Linked DNA regions of Ovis aries: region 2 is linked to region 1. A link is a contact called in public Hi-C data. All regions are on one chromosome and are shown on one strand. The core of a region is the stretch at or near the end of the contact, and the rest is flanking DNA. Distances in the headings are between cores, read along the strand shown.

What was found. A called contact is a pair of places that touch in the nucleus more often than the background predicts.
Region 2: a Hi-C map of muscle shows a contact between it and region 1, with 6 times the contacts expected there. The contact joins the promoter of CRIM1 here to the enhancer-like site in region 1. A contact is called at or near these places in 5 of 16 Hi-C or Micro-C datasets (hypothalamus, liver, muscle and 2 more).

What each region holds. Positions count from the first base shown.
Region 1 is chr3:87,401,563-87,407,311 of ARS-UI_Ramb_v3.0, forward strand. No RefSeq gene overlaps it. Among named protein-coding and RNA genes, the nearest start is that of FEZ2, 33 kb to the right of the region's middle. Within about 2 kb of position 2,924, at least 2 of the 54 cell types and tissues checked have an H3K27ac peak or open chromatin away from gene starts, as enhancers often do. A contact at or near this core is called in muscle, where this site is marked.
Region 2 is chr3:87,689,056-87,694,804 of ARS-UI_Ramb_v3.0, forward strand. CRIM1 (cysteine rich transmembrane BMP regulator 1) reads right to left here and starts at 3,582. Exons shown (of 15, transcript XM_060412267.1): 1 at 3,052-3,582. The coding sequence starts at 3,382.

The sequences.
Region 1 (5,749 bases), core at 1,674-4,173:
GACCTTGGGCCACATGCTGCCTGCTTTGTCCTTGCTGTCAGGCCCAGGATCTAATTTCAGAGTCAAAGGTTAGAATGCTGCCCCCATTTTGCTGCTTCCTAAATAGACCCAGATAACAACATTGTAATGGCTAAAATAAGAAGTCTTAGTTTTCAGTACAGCAGATAATCTAAACTGTAATATTAATACAGTTTCCATGCAATGAAAAAATACTGTAAACATTTTAAATTATTTTTCTTTAATTTTTTTGCTTTTCTTTCTTTTTTCTCTTTCCTTCTCTTTTCTCCCTCCCTCTCTTCTCCTTTCCCTCCCCTTTCCCCTCCCTCCTTTTTTTCTTCCTTCTTCTCTCTCTTTTTCTCCCCGCTTTCTTCCTCTCTCCTCCTTCCTTCCTTCCTTTCCCTCTCTTTCCCTTCCTCTTTGTCTCTCTGTGCTCTTCTCTCTTTGGATGCCAACTGAGTCCCTTTGGAGTAGAAGTCTGGACTTTGAACTCTAGAGTCAGATAATTCAAGCTGGGCTCTCACTAGCTGTGTTACTCTAGGAAACCTCCTACCCCTCAATGCATCTTTTCTTCTGTTAAAAAATAAAGATGATAATGATGCTTCCCTTAGTGTTACTGTGATGATTATATGAGATGTTTTGTGCTTGCTTATAGTAAATACTTGATGTTTAGCTGCTACTATATATTACTAACATGCCACGGCCATGTGTGTAAGTAACAAGAACATTGATTTGAAGTAAGAAAAACAAGAAAAAAACTCATAAGAGCAACCGTAAAGCTAAATATGATGGCAAAACTATTGGAAGAGATCTTGAAATTGCTAATTAAATGCTCAGGAGAGAAGTTGAAAAGTAGGAAAAACACACAATTTTGGTCTAGGAAACAACAAGGATAAAATTGTTATTTCAGGCCATAAGCTACAACAGGGAATTTTCCTAAGTCATGAGTACCATTTGTACTGGGAAGACTGGTTCAGGTGATTATACTTCTCTGAAGTACATCAGAGATTAGAAAAATTTTGAGTTTACCAATCACCTGGCCCAACACAGTCATATTATAGGTAGAGAGACTAGGATTCGAAGAGGTTAAGCACTCTGCCTAAGGTTACACATCTTCTGATGGCAGAGCTGGACCGGAACACGGGTACCCTGAGGGCAGTCCAGGGGCCATTCTACTGGAGCACATGGCTTTCAAAATGTGACAAGATCAAAAAGCCCAGAGAACTTTCATGCTGGAGTGAGAATAACTTTGCATTCACTTCAGGGATCGTTTTGCACACCTGGAATTCAAAGCATCTGCAAACAGATATCATAATCTCAGTTTTACAAATGGAAAAAAACAGGAATGGAGAGAGGCTGTCCGTTGGCTGGCTTCATTGCCCAGCTTCAGGCTCCAGGAAAGCGCCTCTCAGGTCCATGCAGGCTGTGGATGAACCAGCAGATACCTGCCTCTGATTCTGGGACACCTTCCAGTTGGCTTCTATTGCCCACGTCTGTCTTCCTTCATCACTGTCTTCTTCCCTACCAAATGTAAGGACCCCAAAGGAGAGATATATAGTTTGTTGTTGTTTGTAGACAAACCCCTACATTCCTGAACAAGTACCTGGCATTTGTTTGACTATCAATGAATATTTCTTAAATGAATGAAGACAAAAATAGATTCTCTGGGTTTCTCCAAACAGTCACTTGGACTGGCTTATGCACTGGGGCCACGTGTCTAGGCTCTGATTCTGAGACCTCTACTATATGTTGGCCAATCCCATGGTCTGCAATCTTGGGTGAAAGGAGCCTGCCTTTAGACCATGGCCTGGATTCCAGAACATGAACTGCTAAGCAAATTCTCCGCTCCATCCAAGACTAATAAGAAAGAGGGTAAGACTCCAGAAGATTGGACTTCTGTGATTCAGAAGTGTAAAAAGGAATCCTCCAAACCCTGTATATTGTGAGAACTCTGTTGAGGATTCACTAGTGAAGTAGCCCCTCTGGGAGAAAGATAGACCCAAATGCCCATATATGTAAATACAGTGAATCCAAACAGGGCTTTCCTCCACTGGGTTCATCCAACCCACTATTATCAAGGCTAACTCACCCTTCAGACTGGGTGTGTGAGGCTTCCTTTAGGCTGAAGTTCCCTTGGATGTTGCAGTTTACCTCCCCTGCAAAAACAGACTGCTTCATTGCTGCTGTCACAAAGAGTTGGACAGCTAAATGTCTTTAGGCATTTGCTTCATTTCTTTAAGCCAAACAGTTTCCATGTGGAGACTTCCCTGGTGGTCTAGTGGTTAAGACTCCGAGCTCCCAAAGCAGAGGGCCTGAGTTTGACCCCTGGCAGAGTTGGACACGACTGAGAGACTAACACATACACACTTGGGAACCATGTCCTACATGCCACCACTAAAGCTCCTGCGTGCCGCAGCAGAGATCAATGATCCCGTGTGCTGCAATTAAGACCCCGTGCAGCCAAATAAATAAACAGATACTAAAAACACAGAAACAGTTTGAGTCCCTGGGGAAGCAGCCTTCCAGTCACCAACTTACATGTGTGACAGAAAGCCTTCCCGAAAGGCTGCCTTATGCAGAAGTGCTGCCTCTCCTGACTCGTCTCTAAGGTTTGATAGACTCCCCAGCGAGGCCTGAGTTCATGCTGCCTTCACTGATGTGGTCACCTTCCCAGATGATATGTTTGTCCTCCCAACACTCACCACTTCTGATATTTCACACCACTTTAGGAGTCATGCCAAAGATGAACTGAAGGTGACCTTCTCCTCTGATATACGTCACAGGAAGATGATCAAGTTATATCAGATTATAAGTTCCCTTGGATGTTGGCAAATACATTGTTTGTGATGAAGTACCTCAAAGTGGATATGGTGTTTCATTTCTCATCCAGTGAGAGCAACTTTATCATCATCATCTACAGCTAAACTGGGCTGGTCAAAGTTAAAAAAGTGACCATCTTAAGCTGGCACATCCACATTGGTCACACACAGCTGACTAGTGGCAACACGCTGCTTCTGGGAAAAAGGATGGACAAGCCATCCAATGAGTTGTCAAGGTGGGCAAGCACTTCTTGGCCATGGGAACATTTTCAGTGCCCTTGGCTTCAGCCCTGGATGGTCCTATCTTTATGCTGCCCTGTGATACAGAGGTTCAAAGGAAAGGTGATAAGTAATTGAAATGAGAAATAGCATCTGCAGCACAAGCTAGTCCATGTACATATTTAACCAGGAAGGATAAAAGGATCAAAGGAAGAAGCCTTTTCCTATAAGTAATCCTTGACCCTATGCAGCCTTAAAGGCAATTGTAATAGGTGTAGGCAGTCCTGTGTTACCATAACACCTACCTATTGAAGAAAACTGTTCTATGGCCTTAGAGTGTTGGGTCACCATTTGTGAGGGGCACTGTCATTCTCAGAGAAGGAAGCAGAGGTGGGTTTTGTGGCTTTGGTGGGGTTCCATCTTGTTCTATACCTCTTCCCCTGGTGAACAATTCCGCCCTGTGTTTGTTGGGAAGCTGAAGTGGGTGGGCCATTGATGGGTCTTCAGTTTAAAAACAAGACCAGGGGAAATTCCCTGGTGGTCCAGTGGTGAGGACTCCATACTCTCACTGCTGAAGGCCGGCATTCAATTTCTGTTCATGGGACTAGGATCCCCCAAGCTGCGTGGCCAAAAAAAAGAGAGGATAAGCCCAGCATGAGTCTCCCTTCTACCTGGGCTCCAGTAACAGTACCAAAGTTTAGAGTATTCCGCCAGTCACCAGGCTGTAGGCTTAAGAAAGGAAGTCAAGAAATGGTTTTCAAATAGCTTATCATCAGAGGAAATGTCAGCTGAGCCAGGCGCATTGTTCCTCAAATGGACCCGACTGTTGTAGGATTTAATTGGAGTGAATAGTTGAAGCAAGACAAAAATGGTTTTTCCTTGGGGACCCATGTACTCAGTTAAAAAGCCAAAACAGAAATGCTTATGCAGTGACTTTCTTCCTAAAAATTCAGAACACTTCAAAAATTCCCACAAATTGTATTCACAGCACAACCCTGAAGGTTAGTACACTTATGATGCAAATATGTTTTTAGAGCAGTTCATTTGTTCCATAATTCCTTCTATAGCCATGCATATTCATTAGAAACACTGAAAATTTATTAAGAAATCACCAAATGTTTTCAAGGGCTGCAAATGCAAACCATATGCTGGGAGAAGAGAGTATTTAGAGAGATTCTGAGAACTTAAAGAATGATCAGCTCATTAAACCTTCCTGCAGTGTGTATATTTCAGTTTCAATACTTAAGCTCTAGATATTTTCACTTGTTGGTCTTGAATGGAGAAATTTGATTTTAAAGTCTTTTCTTGTAGTGGATATGCATCTTTTCATCATTTCTGCTGTTTTAAAGTAGATGCTATGTTATTTGGTATGTAGATATTTATAACTGTCATATCCTCATTGTAACTTGGAGTCTTTAATATAAAGCAGTTCTACCCAACAGAACTTTCTTGTGATGATGGAAATGGTTTCTGTACTATATAAATTAATGAATGAACTAAACTTAAAGATTCATTTCTCAACAGCATGGTTATCTAGCATCTTCTTTGTCTTGATTAATATTTTTGGCTTGAATTCTACCTTGTCTGGTATCAGAGCCTTGACTCCTGCTTTCTTTCTGTTTGCTTTTGACTGGCGCAACTTTGCATAGCCTTTTATTTCTAGCCTTTCTGAATCACTTCGTTTTAGGCAAGTCTTTTATATACAGCACAGAGCTGAATTCTACTTTTATCGTAGGATAGATAACTTTATCGGTATAACCTCTATGTTTGATCTCGTTTCTTTCATTTTTAAAGATGTGTTATAAATACTAATAGTGTCTTTCTTGTGCACTGATTTCACATTCTGAGCAAAATAAAATTAGCTTGCATTCTCTCTCATCTCATTTGCTTTCCAATTTTAGTCAATAATATTATCTTTCTTAGTGTTTATCTTTGTATTCTTAGGCATCTACAGTTCTGTTTGTCAGCATTAAATAATAGCCTATGACCCCTCTTGTTGCTCATGATGTAGTTAATGTTATTCTTAACCCATTATCTCCTTCCTTTTACCCTCCAAAATTGTATTATGAAAATTTCCAAACTTACAGTGAGGTCAAAAGATTTTTATGGTGAACACTCATATGCCCACTGTCCACTTATTTAACATATATCTTTACTTTATCACCATGTGTCCACCTAGCCATCTGTCAATCCATCTCACTTTTTTCATGCGTTTCAAACTAATCTGCAGACATTAGTATGTTTACTTTTAACTGTCTCAGCATACATATTGGTAACTAGAGTTTAATATTTGTTTAACATGTTTTTTCTTTTGATGTAGAATTTGAATGCTATACAGCACCCAGATCTTAAGTACACCTCTGCAAGTTTTGAAAATGACATGCACCTGTGTAACCCAACCCCTAACAAAATATAAAAGGTTACCATTATCCACCCCTCCCACCCCCCAGATTTCCCTCATGCTCCTTCCCAGTTAAGTCCCACTCACCTCCCAAAGGCAAACTTCTGATTTTTTTACACCATAAATTAGTTTCACTCATTTAAAAACGTCACAGAAATAGAATTATACAGTATGGACTCACCGAGTAAGAGTTCTTTCACTCAGACATTCGTATGATTCAGACTCAGAGACATTCGTAAAATCTTTGAGACGCATCCATGCTGCTGCCTGTATCTGTGATTTATTCCTATTTGTCACCCAGTGGTAGTTCATT
Region 2 (5,749 bases), core at 2,332-4,831, 290 kb after region 1:
ATGAGCCAGTATGCCTTAAAAACCTAAGGCAAGGAACCACAATTTGGAAGGGGTCCATTTCAGACCCTACTTTATCTACTTACTTTGCGAACTGAAGTTAAAAACCTGATTTTTTTCTCTCATAAAGCCAGTATGTGGAGTGATATAAATAAAAATTACTGCAAGTTGGCAGATAGAGCAATGTAATTTGTATTTAAATTATGTCAATGAAAACAGGTTGACATGATAACATTTCTATACCATGCAATATGTTTTCCTCAGTATAGTCAGTTAAACAAGTTTCAAAAGAGTTTTCATTAACAGATACAACCAGTAGGGGTCATTTTAGTGCAGAAATTGCAGCAAAAGACTTCCTCAGGAACAAAATATATCAATTTCTATTTGTTAGTTATGATAATTATGCGCAAATTTCTGAATAAAAATGGAAACTGAGGGAAACATTGGCCACTGAGAAATGTTTTGCCAACTAAGAGAAAAACAAGAGAATGTCAGCATCCTCTAGAGTAATTACTGCCATAGAATGACTCCTCTAATTCTTAAAAAGGAGGAAGAAAAAAGGCTATTCACTTATCTTGTTTTCCATAAATCTTGTAATCACGTGAAAATTCTTGAAATTTTAGACACCCTATTGAAATAGCTGTCTAAATACAATCATCATGCTAGGTAACACTGTCCTTTCTACTTTGGGTCCATAGATTGCAATCCGATTGTGGCTTTTAGAGTTCTATAAAAAAGTAAAAAATGCCCTGAACACACAGTTTTGGTAGCTGACAACAGGCTGGCTAGATGGAAAGTGTTGTTAAAGAACACTAAATGTGAAAACATCATGCCAATAAATACTTCCAAGCGGTTTCAAGATTAATACCAAGTGTGTAGAGAGTTAACAGAAGAAACGAAGCTATGAGGGATCACCTCACTTCAGAAGAATAAAAGGCTCACCAACAAACTGCCAAAATAACTCTATACTATGACACGGGGACATTGGTGCCAAAGCACTTGATTAGTGTGAATGTTCCCTGAACTCCACATTTCCTTCACCAGAAATCTATCATGAAGTAACAAAACAAAGGTTAGAATCTTTAGAACCTTCCCAAGTCCTTCTCAGAGCACAGCAGTTTCCACCACATTTAACCTTGTTTCAGGGTGCTTGTTCTTTTCAGATTTATGGGAGGCTGGCTTAAGTAAATTACACACTCCAAGTAGCAGGGTTCAAAGCCGCATCTTTTGGTCCAACTCATTCAGAATTCCCAAAGTCAAACACATAAAACTGTATCAGAAGTTAATCTCTTGGCCATTTTTCTTCTTTGTGAGAAACAAGAACATGTTATACCGTGGGACTTAACACCAGGTGAGAGGCTTTTGTGCTTGAGGTAAACAAACTCTTGTATCCCAATGTCCTCAGGGTGCATCGGTGCACTTCCCGGCCACTGTTCTCTCCACTCATTACTGCCCACTCGCTTCCGAACCAGAAAGGCCATCCTGATTTTCCAAAACTGTCCAAACTTTAAAACCTGCCTGGTGGCTCAGTGGTAAAGAACCCGCCTGCCAACGCAGGAGATGCAGGTTCCATCCCTGGGTCGGGAAGATCCCCTGGAGGAGGAAATGGCAAACCACTCTAGTATTCTTGCCTGGGAAATTCCATGGACAGAGGCGCCTGGTGGGCTATAGTCCATGGGGTCTCAAAAGAGCGGGACAGGACTGAGTAACTAAACAATAATCAACCAGCATGCATGTATGTAAAGAGAACCAAAGAAGCCTTTCAACAGACTCTTAAGGCATCTACTTCCTCTCTCAGTTTCCCAGCACAATAAACAGACACACAGAAGGATGCTTCAGAATAAACCCCTCCCTGATCTCCTGCGCGCAGGCTGTGAGTATTGAGGAAGACAGGAGCAGGGGCGCCTGTCCCTCCTGCGCCCCTCCAGAGTAAGGCTGCTGCGCTCTGCACGCACACCAGCATGGCCCAGAACAGCATCACCGCCCCAACGTCAGCCCGAGCAGGGATCCTACGTTTCACTGGTGCTCACTATTTGGCATTAGCCAAATAAAAGGAACTCACTGCGTCTCTCTAGATCCCAAACCTGACCAGGCACCCCGAGGCCGGCGGGCAGGGCTGAAGGCCAACACCCATCAGCAGTGATTCTCCCAAGAAGGAGGGCTCCGCTAACCCAATCCTTCTCCTTCAATCAGACACCATGGTGCACAATACTTCACTGGAGAAACCAGCAGAACAATCCTCGTTATTAAACACACAAAAAGAACAAGCAACGCGACTGGAAAGACGCGGATATCTGATCTTAAAAAGCAGCCACTAATAGTACAGAAACAACTTTTCACTCCTAGGTGCAAGCCCCCCGCCCTCCCCCCCAACCCTCCCTTCATTCAGGAGAGAAAGCCTTTGACCGCTTTCAATAGGCAAATAAATGAGTAACCACCGTCTGTAACTTCCCCTGGGCTGACATATTCCGGAGCTGAAACTGATTTATATGCGCAGGAGGAGGAAGGGGGTGAAGGAAAAGCGCAAGGAAAAAATAATACAAGAGTCACACAGGGAGTGTGAGCTGGAGACACGTCTCCTCCGCCAGCAGAAAATGGACTTGAGTGGACGTGGTGCAGCACTCGGTTCCACACTGCGCTAGTGCGGGGAGGGCGGCAGAGGCCGGACTCCCCGAGGGGCTCGCCATAGCCTCCGCAGTGCCCCCTGCCCGCGGCGCCCCCACCTCCGGGCGCACAGCCTGGCCACTCCACCCAACCCCAACCCCAACCCGATGGGCCACACGTGTGTGCGTTTGTGCGCGGCCGGGGGCGATCTCCCACCCGCCGGCCCCCACCCACGCAACCCAACCTCTCCCGCGGCTGGCCAGGCATCCGGGGAAGCAGGGAGCTGGGAACCCAGGGACGCGGGGCTCACTCCCGGGGGTTGCGGGCGCCCCTCCTTTCCGAAGAGCCCTCTCTCCTCGGGAAAGTCTCGGCCAAACTTTGTTCGGCGCCACCAGCGCCGAGGGGGCGGCGCGGGCCAGGTGGGAGGGGGCCCGCGGCGGGCGGCCGTACCTTCGCAGACGCCCACTTCGTACTCGGTGATGGAGTCGCCATTGAGCGGGGGGCGGATGACACAGCGCAGCCCCCGGTCGCAGGCTCCGTGGAGCCCGTAGGCGCCGCCGCAGCTCTCGTTTCTCTGGCGGGCGCACATGTAGCAACAGCCGCAGAAGCCCTGCACGATGCTCCCGGGGCAGCTTTTGGGCTCTTCGCACTTGGACTCGTCGCAGGGCAGGCAGACCAGCGCCCGGGTGCCGGAGCGCGCCAGCAGCAGCAACAGCCCCAGCAGCGAGACCAGGAGGTGCCCGCAGCCGGCCAGCCCCCTGCCCCCCGCCACCAAGTACATCCTCCTGCGCCGCCGCCGCCTCCTCCTCGCAGCCGGGCCGGGAGCGGGGCGGGCGCCCTCCCCTGCGCGGGGCACACGCGCCGCCGCCGCACCCGCAGCCCGCGGTCCTCGCCGCCCCCCTCGGGGCCCCCGGGGCGAGCCTCCCCTCGCGGGGCGAGGCCCCCGCTCCCGCTGCGGGCCGCGCCGACCCGAAGCCCACTAGCGTTGGCGCCAGCAGTGGCTTCCCCTCCTTCTTCTCCTCCCGGGAGGGAGGGGGAAAAAAGAAAAAAAGTTTCCTCCCGGCAGCTCCGGTTCAACCCAAACTTCTGGCGGCGGCGGCGGCTGCGCTCGGCTCCAGCCCCGGCTGGCGGCGCCTCCTCCCTCTCTCCTCCTCCGCGTCGGCCGACCCCGCGGCGGCGGTGGTTGTGGCGGCGGCAGCGGCGCAGCCTCCGGGCCGGTCCCCGCCTCCCGAGCCGCCGAGTGGGCGCGGTGGCGCAGCAGAAGGTCCGCGGCGTCCGCTCCGCGCGCCCGGCTCGCCTCACTCCTGCGCCGCTCCTCCGGGCGCTTGTTTATGGCTCGAGCCTCCGCCGCTCGGGCTGCGCCCTCCCCCATCATACCTCATCCCCCAACCCGCGCCCCCCCCGCCCCGCGCCGCGCGCAGCTCATTGGCTGCCCCCCCACCCCTCCTGGCCCGGCCGGCCCCCTCCCCCTCCTCCCCCCTCCCTCCCCGGCGGCCAGGCCCTTCCTCCCTCGCACGCCTCCTCCTCCTCCCCCTCCTCCCCCTCCGCCTCCCCGAGCCCGGCGCACCGAGCCGGCCCTGCGGCCGAGTCTTCGCGCGCCTTTCCCGCTACGGCATCGCCGGCGCGCTGCGGCTCGGGCGCACCGGCGAGCTACGAGAGTTGCGGCGTCCCCGAGCGCCCGCCAGCCTTCGGGGCCACCGTGGTTGGCTTGGGAGTCCCGAGGGCGAGGCAGATGCACCTCCGGGAAACGCTTTGAGCTCGGAGAGTGGCGGGGAACCCGGAGCTCGGGGCGGAGTGGAAGGCTGCAGCCCTTGGCTGGGGTGCCCGCCGGATCGAAACCCGGGAAATGGAAGCAAAACGCATGGAACCTTTGCAAAACTGGATGAGAATCCATCTTCCACTCGAGCTGGGAATAGAGTTTGTAAAAGATATTATGTAATGGAGTCTCGGAACGCTCGAGACGCCTCCAGCGAAGCTGCTGGTGAATTAATTAAGTGCTTTAAAAGGTCTAGGTAAATATACCGGAGGATAGGAGGGAAGACTGTTGGGGGCCGTTGTAGCTCGAGTCCACATCCTGGTGTGTTTTGTCGCTCTGCCGTCTGTGCCGAGGTGCTTCATTAAAGGAGGGGGCGGATGGAAAGTAGGGGTGAATTTTTCTCCCTTGAGTAAGGGCGAATTGGACTACTACAAGTCTTGACAGGACTAAACCTGCATATCTCATGCGTCATTAATGTCATCTGTCATTGCCCCCTTTTCGCCAAGGTGGTAGACAAAATTGGGTTTTAATTTTTTTTTCATTTTCCGTGAATGTGCTAATAAAGAAGATGTTCTTTGTGTTAAACCAGGTAAAGAAGCAGCTGAAATGGTGCAGAATGCATCGTGTGGAGGTTGTGTCTCATCTGTAGCTGTCAGAAAAAGCATCTCGAAGTGATAGGCTCTGTAATGGCCCACCATTCCCAGGATGTGTTACAGGGTCAATAAAATTAGTGAATTAACAGAAAGTGACTAGGATCAGTGTGGGAGGAAAGAAAAATCAGATCTTGTGGCAGGTGTGAGATGGGAATGGCCTGCCGACCTTTTGATCCAAGATGGTCTGGCTGCAAGAAGGTGGCAGCCAAGTGGATCTGAAAATCCTGACTAATGAACCCAAAGTTAATAGCAGAGCAGTGTAAGGAGAGAAGAAACAAAGATGCCTTTGAAATCTTCTGTTTGCGGAACAAATTTATACTTCTTATAAACATTTTGGTTTAACCACTCTAATCCCGAATGGAAAAGCCAAAGGTACCAGTGGAATATTCCCCAGTCATTGGAATCAGAAAACTAAACATTGCTCCAATCATAGTTCTTTGTCCTGAGAAGGGGAAGAGGCTCATTAATTATCACTGATTGTCAGCAGTGGAAACTGGGGAGTGAGCATACCATTTTCTGGAAGCATTTAAAGAGCTGTTGAGATGACTCGTTTCCAGGGATGTTGTAGAGACAGTTCCTGTAGTTGTGTAGGAGGTCAGGTTAGATGATCTCCAAAGGACCTCATACCCTAAGGTTCTATAACTATAAGTATTATAAGTGGTAAAATCATTTCAGATATGCTTGATATTCCATCAGCAAAATTCAAGAGCAATAAAACATACAACGCTGTTGAACATGG